Linked DNA regions of Mus musculus: region 1 is linked to region 2. A link is a contact called in public HiCAR-type data. All regions are on one chromosome and are shown on one strand. Each heading gives the region's core, a stretch centred on a gene start, on an enhancer-like site or on the middle of the called end of the contact. The rest is flanking DNA. Distances are from core to core; before and after follow the strand shown.

Region 1 (5,556 bases), core at 880-3,379, 110 kb before region 2:
TGAAGACCCAAGTTTAGACTCCCAATTCCCATGTAAAGAGTTGGGAAAGCTGTGGAGACTGCTGACTGGCCAGCCAATGTAGTTAACCAGTGAGGTCTAGGTTCAGTGAGAAACACTGTTTAAACAAAGAAAAACAAAACCCTAACCAATTAGCTTTATGGAGCTCATTGATTTTCTAGTTTCAACTCTATCATGGATTTGTTTTTTGCTTGTTTGTTTTGTTCTGTTCTGTTCTGTTCTGTTTCGTTTGTTTGTTTGTTTGTTTCGGTGGTGGATAGGTACATTGAAATATATTTGACAGTGACCATGTAAGGTCTATTGTGAAGCTTCACAGTTCGCAATTGCTAGTCAAATTATAGAAGCTCATTGGGATGTACAGACATAGGATCTGATTAATTTCAGTGTATGAAGTTTGTTTATCTGCAATGTTTTAATTATATTTTTATCATTTAAAACCAATTTTTGATTGAAATATATTTTGATCATATTCTTCCTCTTCCTCAAGTCCTTCCAGATCTTTCCCACTCCATACCTACCCAATTTTAGGTTCTTTCTGAACATACAAAAACCCAAAAATAACAAGAAAAGTCTCTAAACCGAGAAAGTAATACCCAAGCAACAGAAAACAACACAACAAATATGCAAACAAAACTCTCTCTCTCTCTCTCTCTCTCTCTCACACACACACAGCATGTGAAGTCCATTATATGTTGGCCAACTACTCTTAAACATGAGGCTTGCCCTGTTGCAAAACTTTTTATAATAAATTTTAATATTAAAAAAGTGGAGGGAAATTGAGGAAGATACATGATACTAGCCTCTGACTTCTGCATTCATATGTGCAAACACACACAACCACATACAAAATTACAAACATACTTTGAGATCATTAGATGAAAATACTGGTGTGTATAATTACATGGAATTTATAGATAAAAGAACATTTTGATAGTGCCAAATGAATTGAAATAATAATAATAATAATAATAATAATAATAATAATACCCTCCTTTTGTGACACAGGTCAAAATATGTACCAGAAAAAATCTCTCTCAACTGTCTGCATGCATGTACACACAGCCCGTAAATGTGTACAGCTCAATGCCAAGGAACCTTCAAAGGAAAGCAAATCCTAAGCAATTTGAGAATGGATAGTATGGAAGGAAAACAAGTTTTCATTTGTTGGTCTCAGGGAAGAGTCATTCAGTTGAACTTAGAGCAAGAGAGGCTTGGCTGAATATATAACAGTAATAAATTGATGAGCTACATTTCAGGGATTACGTACAAATCCTCACAGTACAGAGTTTTAACCTATCCTGTCCAGATATTCAAACACTGTATTTAACTGCTTGGCTTGTGATTTTCTAGCTTCCTTTTTGATGGAAAAGACCAGACAGCTGTGGCGTGTAGCATACAGAGCTCAACTGGGCAGCTTTGTGTCAGACTCTCACTAACAGTCTCCTGTTAAGAATGTCATGTCGGTCCTCAGGGCATTAAGCATTAACCAAGAACAATGCCACCTGCTATTGCTTTTACAGCCACCTTAATTAAATAGAGTTCTGGCTATTTCTTTCAGCTGTTTTACTTAGTTCAGAAAGGTTAATAAAGTGAAAAAAAAAAAAGGATTGGGTTTTAAAAAGAACTTTTAAAACTCTACTGTGACCCAGCCCCGATTTTGAGTTTTGGGTTTAATCCCTTGCCTGGCTCTCCCCAGGACACTCCCATGCCAGACTAGTTTGTAAGTGTTCTATGTTTGTATCTTTCCTTCACATCAAGAAGAAGTGCACAATGGTTGCCCTGCGTTTTAAACTCCCCTTCATGGAACTTAGAATTATTCAAATGGTCTTCTCTGGACACTACCTTTCTTGCTTCACAGGCTCCTTAATGTCAGCTAGTGACATTTGCTGAGTGGCCATGTTGTATGGGGCACAGTGTGATGTGGCCTTTGGAAAACTTTGTAAGTTGTTAGACTGTCTGTTAAGGAATGCTGTCCTTGGTATGCCACACGTCAAAGAGGCAACAGTCTGGAATGAAATAATAGCTGGAAGGGTTGTAAAAGTAAATTGGCTAATTGATGCTGTGGGCCCATGAATAGCTCGGTGTTATTCGCTTTGGTGAATGTGTGTAAAGCACAAACAGTAGAATTCATTTGTACTGACCTCAATTAGAGAAGCAGAGCCGCCCACTGATACAGGGACTCTGGTGGAAATCCATTCGTTATGCGCTTTTCCTATTGACAAAAAAAAATCATTATGAGTTTCATTTTTTTAGCCAAATAAATTATATCGAACGGACTGAAACATGGAAGAAAATAGCATGCCAACTGGGCGCCTGCACAGAATGTACCAGTTTTATTTCCATAGTTCAGTGATTCAGACAGTTGGATTAACTTGTCCTTGGTTTCACGTGATGCTGTTTGGGAGAATTTGCATGCAGACTCTAAACAAAGTATTAGTTTAGTCAGATGGATACATTTGGGTAGACGGTCAGCGTCACATTATTCTGACAAAAGAAATGTTAAGGCGATTTTAATCTCAGCAGATTTCTAAGAGATTTATATTCTTAAAAGAGATTTATGTATTTTATGTGAATGGTTGTTTTGCCTGCATGTATGTATGTGTATACTGGGAGCATGTCTGGTGCATGAGGAAGCTGTGAGAGAGTATTAAGTCTTCTGGAGCTAGAGATAGAGAGGGTTGTAAACCCTCACGTGGGGACAAGGGCTACAACACAGGTCAAACAGCAAGTGCTCTGAGTTGCTGAGTCATCTCTGCAGCCCCTACATTTTATTATTGAGTAGCTATTCACTCATATGTATGAGAGGGTGTGTGTGTGTGTGTGTGTGTGTGTGTATATATATATGTGATCCAGAGGTCAACTTTAAGTGTCACACCTCAGGAGCCCTTCCTTCCTTCCTTCCTTGTTTGTTTGTTTGTTTGTTTGTTGTTTTGAGACATGATCTCTCCCTGACCTGGAAGTCATCTATTGAGCCAGGCCCTAGGCTGGCTGGCCAGTAAGATTCATGAACCACTTGTTTTTGGCCTTTACAGTACTGAGATTGCAAATGTGTGCACTTGACATTTTATACTATTTCAAAATGTTTATTTATTTATGTACTTATTAATTTCTGTGGGCTGTGTGTGGGAGACTGGTGGGTCAAACTTAGAAACTCATGCTTGCAAGTCAAGAACTTTACTGACTGATTCATATCTCCCTTGCTTTATTAAAGAATTTTAAATTCAATAAAAGTAACCTAAAACTTATATATGAACAGTGAACTGTAAATCACAGAATGTTAAATAACTTATTAGGAGGGTTTTGTAAATGAGAGTTTAAATGGAGAAACTACATTGCCCTTTTCATTTGTGTGATAACCCTTACAACTTGGAGATAAAAGAAAATGTTACTTTAAAAAAAACCCAACAATTGTTATTTATGTGTATGTCTTTGGGGGGTGTGATGGGTGTGGGGGTGGGATTGTGCATTTGGGTGTAGTACCCAAAGAGGAGGGCAACTGATCTCTTGGTTGGAATTACGGTTGTGAGCTGCCTAGTGTGGAAACCAAACTGAGGTCCTCTGAAAGAGCAGAAGTTGACTTTAATTGCTGAGCCATCTCTCCAGGACCAAGGAAGAAAAATTAAGTTCTATAATTCTGAGTGAAATTTTCTTTTTCCTTTGCTCTTTAACAGACTTGTGGTAATTAAAAAAAATTTAATGTGATAGTACTCACACTTTACGAGCAAGTTAATAAAAATATTTGGGGAGCACTCCAGCCCCTCTTAGCCTATTAGGTTTTGTAGATGTGTCTTACTGGGTCCTGCAACACCTTGCCATTGTTGCCATTATTTTACAGTGGTGGACTCTGAGAGCTGAGGCAAAATTGTCAATTCAGTTAATGTTCAAGGAAGGCAGGGCAAGAGGGCACTCTCCTTGAGAGGAGTTTCCTGGCTACCCAGAAAAAGTCCATCGGATTCCACCATGGGCCTTCGATAATATTCAGGAGTCCTCTAGAGAAAACACAGTGAATAAAGACAACAAGCAAGAAATGCTTATCTCACCTCCCCCTGTAAGATGGTCTGAATAGATACATACATAGATAGATAAAGACAACAAGCAAGAAATGCTTATCTCACCTCCCCCTGTAAGGTGGTCTGAATAGATACATAGATAGATAGATAGATAGATAGATAGACAGACAGAAAGACAGACAGAAAGACAGACAGAAAGACAGACAGGAGGCGGATGGTCAGTCAGCTTCAGCTACCACTGAGTGTTAAATAGTGCTTCAGGTATTAACAGATTTTTATGTTCTAGAAAACAAAAACCTCAGGATCTTAGAGGGAGCTAGAGATCAAGTTGAAGAACTCCCCAAAGCAGAAAATTGAAGCACAGATTTGATAATGTCTTATAAACTCACATGGGTCAGCTAGTGGTCACACCAGGACTTCAATAAATAATGACTGCCAAGAGCTTTTCAAAACTCCCCTGCAGAAGGCTTTAGGTCAAATGACATAACTGAGACGAGGATTTCTTCTCCAAGTGTGACTTTTCTGATGATTTTGTAGACACTTAAAAGGTGGAATTGAAAACAGCAATAGCCATTTTTTTTTCAGATTTGCTGTTTTAGGAACTTGAGCAAAGACTTTCACAGCAAAGAAGCCAACCTTTGTTCTCAGTCCATAATTATTTTCCTCTTGTAGTGGATCAAAAGACCAATACAGATGAAATAATAACAGTAAAGTGTCCAGGAACTTGAGAAGATACTGCAAATGTCACATCACAAGGGGTTTTAATTTCACCTTTGAAATTGTGTATCAAGTTCATGTATCCTGCTCCAAGCGTGGTCAAACATGCAAATATTTGCTTTCTGAGTAATTTGCCCTAATGACTTTGAAGCATTTTTAAGGAACAGTAGTGACATTGTTCTTCCCCAGCAGCAAGCACATCCTTTGTCAGATGTCCTGAGAGACTGAGTCAACCAGAATGTTTTTAAGACATGGTACTGCCTTTGTTAACCTCATCTTCAAGGAGACAAAAATGTTGGGTGTGTAGATTATCACATCACCTACACTTTGGAGACATTTCTACCTGGCTTTTAGCAATTTTTAACTTCTATTTTAACTCTTCCATGGACCCTTCACACATTTGTTGTCATTTAAAAAGTACTGGATTTTTTTTTTGAAAAGTTTAAAGTGATTGTAGATAGGAAGTCAATTGTTAGCAATTCCATTTTCACAGATATGGAGAACTTCTGGGTTGATGCTCATTTCAACCTGATCAGTAGAAACTGGGAAGTTTCAGCCATCACCCGATCAGAAGGGCTTCTCTTTACCTCCCCTGTACCTGTTCTTAATCAGCAGTGGGATTTGAACGCTAGCACATGCTGTCTCTGGGCAGCACTAGTGGTGGGACTATCACTAGGAACAGGAAGTTTGAATGAAAAGGTTTCCATGGGGAAAGAACCTTCTGAGACGTGCCAACATGCTACCTTAGTTTGTTACTTTAATACCCCTCTGCCCTCTCTTTTCTCAACAATGCCCTGCCATTTCCTTTCTA
Region 2 (5,824 bases), core at 2,097-4,596:
CTTCAAAGTTCAAAGCTTTCCTCATACTGGTTTTATTTTCCCCATCTTGTTATGATATCTTCTTTTCTCTCTACTCTGGTGTTTATAGACTTGAGTATTCTGCATATTTATTATACCAGAACAATAGGCATGAGACGGTACCTGATCACACTTCTCTGTTCCTAGGCAGTTCTAACTCCCTCTCAGGTTAGGATTTTTCTTTTTCTTTTAATTTTTTTTTCTCTTTGTATTACATTCTTTCTCTCCTAAATGCAGCTGAGCTTCTTGGCCCTATTGTATCTTTTGTTTCCTTTTGAATATTGCTCTGTTAACATTTGCAGGCACAGCACTGGGATTCTCATAGACTACTTAGATATGTTCTCTCTTCCTGCATTTCCATAAGCCCATTAGAACTCAGTTGATCTTGAGACATACCGTCATGAAGTCAATGAGGAAAATAGCTCTTTTGGAGGGAAAACATCTTAATCGTTAAGATTGTAAGTGATCTAACCCAGGTTACTCCACCTCTGCATCTTTATCCTTGAAGATGAGATTTGGACTCAGAAACCCCCAAGTCCTTCTGCAGGTGTTCACTGTCTGTGGGCACTCCCAGGTGTTCAAGTCAAGTGTCTGACTTGGCAGAGTTACCAGACACTTTTTAATGATGATCTCCACAGACATGGAGGAATCCATAGAATACAGGTAGCCTTGGTATGACTTTTGTGTTAGATCTCATCTGCCTTTCTATCCTTCTCAGAAGCCATGCAATTTATGTCGTTAATAAAATCACCATTGTGGGTGGGGAGATGGCTCAGTTGCTCAGAACATTGCCCTTGCAGAGGACAGGAGTTCAATTCCCAGCACCCATATGTTGACTCACAATGTCCTGTAACTCCGTTTCTCGTTCTGACTTCCACGAATATGTACACATACAAACCATACATACATGCATGCAGACAGAACATTTATACATGTCAAATAAAAAAATCTTAAAAAAGAATCATGCATATATCATGTTTTTCCTTGTTTGGAGATTTTGTTATTCAACTGTATTTTTTTTTTTCTATGACAAGTCTTTTTCTTGTCTCCATTTAAGCGTGCCTATAATTCACTATTTAAGAAACAGCTCTATTGAGGTCAGTGAGAATGCAGCCAAGTGGCAAAGTTCTTTGCCCAGCATTCTCAAAGCCCTGGATTCAAACTCCAGCACTGAAAGGAACTGTTTTATGGCCAACCAATTCATGTGATCCAGGCTATCCTCCAACTGAGACTCCCTCAGGTAACTCTGGGCTGGGTCGAGTTGACAGCTGAAGCTAACTAGTGAAGAGGTCGCCATCTTTGGACATTTTCTGAAGCTCCTTACATGGCTAGTTGGAGCCTCTTTCCTTTGAGAGACTGTGGTGTCCCGACATTGTTTATGTCTGTAGCATGGAGACTCTGCTTTTTCCTCCTTTGCAATCACACTTATTCTTCTTCATAAAGAAACATAGGCTTCTTTCTGTTTTTCAATTTGAGTTTCACGTGCTATTATGTCTCTTTCTTTTCAGCTTTGCCATGCACTTGAACTCCCTTAGTCTAGCCATCCCTCTATTACGAACAGGGTCCATATATTGCAGAGCAGTGCTTCCCAAATGCCACTTTGTTTATCAGCCACCCAGGTGCCCTCTTCACTGCAGGCTGGAACATTTTTTTTCTGCAGTTTAAACAAGGATCTAGGCGGTGCCCATGATCCCACCCCAGAATCGACTCTTGTGATGCTGATGACAGGTTAGGACCCAGGATTTCCCTTTTAGAACATGGTATCAGTTTACATTCAGGCCATGAAGTTTTGGCTTTTGTTTAGCTGAGTCCTTTAATGTTTTCCTAGAACTTTGTGTTTTCATCAACATTAGTTGGATGCTACATAATTCATAAAACATTTTCACATAAGTTATTTTATGGGCTGTACAGCCTTGGGTGGGAGGTTGACTTAGGGTCCTAAAATTCAAGATTTCACTGATGAACTGTGGTCTCAGATTTGAGTAAAAAGGATTTCTCCCATGGCCTTGAGTTGTTTTTTTTTTTTTTTTCTTCTAACTGGCTCTGCCAGAAGCCAATAATACCTCCCCAGTAAAGTCCTTCTGACTGGGATGTGGCTTGCAGAAGGAAGTCAGCAAGCTGTCCTTATCTTAAGTGTAAAGCTGTTCCTGTTTTCAAGTTCTCCTTCTATCTTCACCCTAAGAAAAAGAGAAGTTTCTAGTCGTATTCTCCTCCAGATCCTAGGTTCAACCCTGGGCCCTGATTATGATGCAGCCTATTTAGAGGCTGGAATGCAAATGAATGCCATCTTGTAGAGAGCCACAAGGACTATGAGATGTCCACTTCCTCCAAAGGATGAAGGATAGCTCTCAAAAGATAATGAGCAGGCATCAGGCAGAAAAATAAGCAAGTATCGCCTTTCTACTTCCCAGACACATACACACTTAGGAAATTAAGAATTTTCTTTTCTTAATCTAATACCATTATTCTGGTACTTATCCCCCAACCCCTGAAGAGGAAATAGCTTAAAATTCTGCTCATTTATTACACTGGGCTCGTGCTCAAGAACTGTGGTAGTCTTTAGTTTACTTCATACATTCCTGAAGTAATATGTCATCACCATATAAGCAGGGGCTTAGTCATGTTTTCTCTACTTCCTATATATCTATATCAATATCTATCTATCTGTATGTATGAAGAAGAAATGCATATAATCACATTAATATTATTCATTTTAAAAGTGCAAACGTGCTGAACTGGAGCTCACTGCTAGAGCACCCATGGGGTCCATGCAGACAGCAAGTTAGTACGCAGCACCAACCACCCCAAAGAACAAAAGTAAAGGCAGCCACTCCAGGGGCTAAGGCATATTTTTCCAGACAGATTGGAAAGCAGGGCTATGGAGGCACTCTGCATTTGTCCCTTGGTGAGTTTTGGCCCTTCCATCAGGAAGTCCCTATTTGTCCATTGTCCTCAGTGGATTTAAGTCAGAAATCCACCAAGGTCTTCCCTCTGGGATCCCTTTTGGTTAGGGGCTTGTTCTGTTGGCCCAATCGTGGGTCTGGCCTTTGTTTTTCGAGTTGAGCAATGACAGGATCCTTGGGCTTCAGCTAACTTGAAACTTAACTGCTAAACTTTTTCTCGGCTGCCAGCAGACATGGTTCTGGGGAACATTAGTAGCAGGAGTCACATCAAACTTTTAAACCTTGGCCCAGCTGCTGTTCTTTCCGTCTTTTTATAAAAAGTTTGGGCTCAGCAAGTCTTTCTTAATTTTGGTTGCCTAGGAGCAAGAGAAACAGCAGGCTTCTGTAACGAGGCTGGGAGCACCTGCTTCCTGTCTAGGCTGTGTCCCAGGCTCTTGCACCCGGTGAGAAGGCCTTATTTTGGAAAGGGTCAGGGGACAAGGACTCCTCCATCACTTTGTCCATTCTTCTAAGTCTGCTGCATGTTCTCATGTTTTGTTTTGGTTTTGCCTTGGTTTCAATTAACTCTATCCTGGGGCAACAGATACAAGCTTTACAGTTCAGCAAAGAAATAATTGTTCAAACTGAAAAGACTTTATGTACCTGTTTAAAGGATTTTCTTAGTGAAATTTATGTTATTTCTTTTTCCATTTTCAGATGAAAATATACGAAAGTATTTTAAAAGTAGGTAAGACATTGACTAGCTTTTAGTCAAACAAACAAACAAACAAACAAACAAACAAGTACTTTACTGCTCTGGGGTCTGAGAACCAGGGAACTGTAGATAATAACTTAACCAGTTTACTACCAGTTACAAATTGTCAGTTGACTGGAAATCCAAAGATCACCATCTCTGCAGTCCCCTCCCTACTCTGTAAAAATCTATAATTGACTCCCACACATAAAACAAAACTAATACTCTAAAAAAGTTGTTAGTCTCCATTTGAATGTATTGATTTTTCTCGTCTCCCCACTGGGTTCTGCTGGCAAAAGTTAAGAGGAGAACCCAGCAGCAGACAGTCACGGAAGCTCTTCTTCTGGTCCTGAGTTCACTCCAATTGCTTTGCTCATCCCTTACTCTTCCTCTGATCTTCCCTGTCAAAAATCATCTTATCCTGATTTTCTTCCTGGCCATCTTCCTGCATCTGTCTTTGGTGTCTGAGTCGCTTGAATGACCCTGGGCAGTCTTTGAGACCTCACTGCTCTCTTAGTCACTTGTTCTAGAAAAACTGCTCAGCAATACATGTTATGTTTTCTTTTGATATCTATTATGGGGCGAATCATACATGCACCATGCGTGAAAGAAATTTGTAAGTTGTAGGGTTTTTTATAAAATTCCAATTCCATTGGTAAAATAATTGTGTTGCTATTACTTATTAATTTCCTCCTATCTTGAATTCATATGATGCTATTTCACCTCTTCCTATGGGTTTTCTAAAACCTCTTTTATGGTGACTCCCCCTGGAAAATATTATAAAGACACACCCCTTTGCATTCTGAGGGGCACACTCAATTTTATTTTTATAAGTGACAGTAGTTTCTTTCTTTCTTTTTTTTCAGTTCTTTTAACCTCGAGTACACGTTAGAGTCAGGTGATCTCATGAGCCTTGCCGAATATGTCCTTCCTGCCCATTCTCCTCAGCTCCATCCTCTCTGTTTTTAGAGCAAAAACACTTGGCAGAGAGTTTACTCTTTTTTTTTTTTTTGTTGCAGAGTTCCATTTCATGTTTGAAGTCCTAGATGTGCGTTGCAAGAGCATCTGCAATGCTTCCTGGAACAGCATCTCTTTAAATCATTTTACAATGTAGTCTTTATCCACAGCTCTCCGAGAACAAAATGGCCATCCGTTGTGTCCTTGGCTCAGGAGGGAAGTAGAAAGAGCATTTCCAGCTTCCTTGGGTCTTTTCTCTTGATTCAGTTCCCAGAATAAATTTTGCCTCTTGTTGAAAGCTCTTGGAGGAAAATCTAGGTCTTAGGGATTCTGGACTTGATTTCTTTTCTCCTTCAAAATCATGAGTTTGCCTGTAAGTAAGCATAGAGTTGAAGACAGAAAGAATGAAAAGATAGTTTTGGGGTATTCATCAAACAGTTACCAAGTTTATGAATGCACATACATACTTTTTGAAAATCTAAGGAAGGGGCTTAGTGGTTAAAAGCACCTTCTGTTTTTGCAGAAGATTTGGGTTTGATTTCCACACCGTTATAATGGCTCACAGACTGTCTAAAACTCTAGTTCCAGACGATCGGATGCCTCTTCTGCCTTCTGTGGGAACTATACATTCATGGTGCATTTCCATACATATAACTGAACACATAAAATCTTTTTAAAAATTTAAGAGAGTTTTTTTTGTGGTCAAATAGATCACTTCTATAACAAATACAAATAAAGCCATGACAGGGTAATAACAATTATTTTTTGAGAAGAGATTACTACTGCCTCTTCGTACATGAAGATATCTTCCTAGAGGAAGGCACCGTGAAGTGTTTGAGAGGCCTGCACTGCTAATAAGGTTGGGTTTGCCGGGACCTAACTGATTCCTTCTTGCCTTGCCTTGTAGGAGGAGCAGACACCTTTACACATTGCCTCCAGGCTGGGGAAGACGGAAATTGTCCAGCTGCTTCTACAGCATATGGCTCACCCCGATGCAGCCACTACAAATGGGTACACACCACTACACATCTCTGCTCGGGAAGGACAGGTAGACGTGGCCTCTGTCCTGCTGGAAGCGGGAGCAGCCCATTCCTTAGCGACCAAGGTAAGGGGTGGGGGTGACTAAGAGGAACCAAGGCTTCATTCAGCTCCTGAAGAGTCTCAGGAGGGGAAAAATCTCTGGCAGGCCTCTGGCTTGTTTCTGTCTCTGAGT

Evidence for each region. HiCAR-type assays count read pairs that join an accessible place to other places.
Region 1: a contact with region 2 is called in a HiCAR-type map of astrocytes, with 4 times the contacts expected there. The contact joins two enhancer-like sites. A contact is called at or near these places in 2 of 39 promoter capture datasets (both in liver), 4 of 484 Hi-C or Micro-C datasets (the 3T3-L1 cell line and liver), 3 of 115 datasets of contacts at active chromatin or transcription factors (astrocytes, hepatocytes and large pre-B cells) and 3 of 9 other capture datasets (adipose tissue, liver and pancreatic islet).

What each region holds. Positions count from the first base shown.
Region 1 is chr3:127,127,119-127,132,674 of GRCm38.p6, reverse strand. The region is part of intron 1 of Ank2 (ankyrin 2, brain); the gene reads left to right. Among named protein-coding and RNA genes, the nearest start is that of Gm16958, 31 kb to the left of the region's middle. Within about 2 kb of position 2,129, at least 21 of the 459 cell types and tissues checked have an H3K27ac peak or open chromatin away from gene starts, as enhancers often do. A contact at or near this core is called in astrocytes, where this site is marked.
Region 2 is chr3:127,016,708-127,022,531 of GRCm38.p6, reverse strand. It overlaps Ank2 (ankyrin 2, brain), which reads left to right. Exons shown (of 48, transcript NM_001327938.1): 15 at 5,519-5,716. Among named protein-coding and RNA genes, the nearest start is that of Gm25501, 14 kb to the right of the region's middle. Within about 2 kb of position 3,346, at least 61 of the 459 cell types and tissues checked have an H3K27ac peak or open chromatin away from gene starts, as enhancers often do. A contact at or near this core is called in astrocytes, where this site is marked.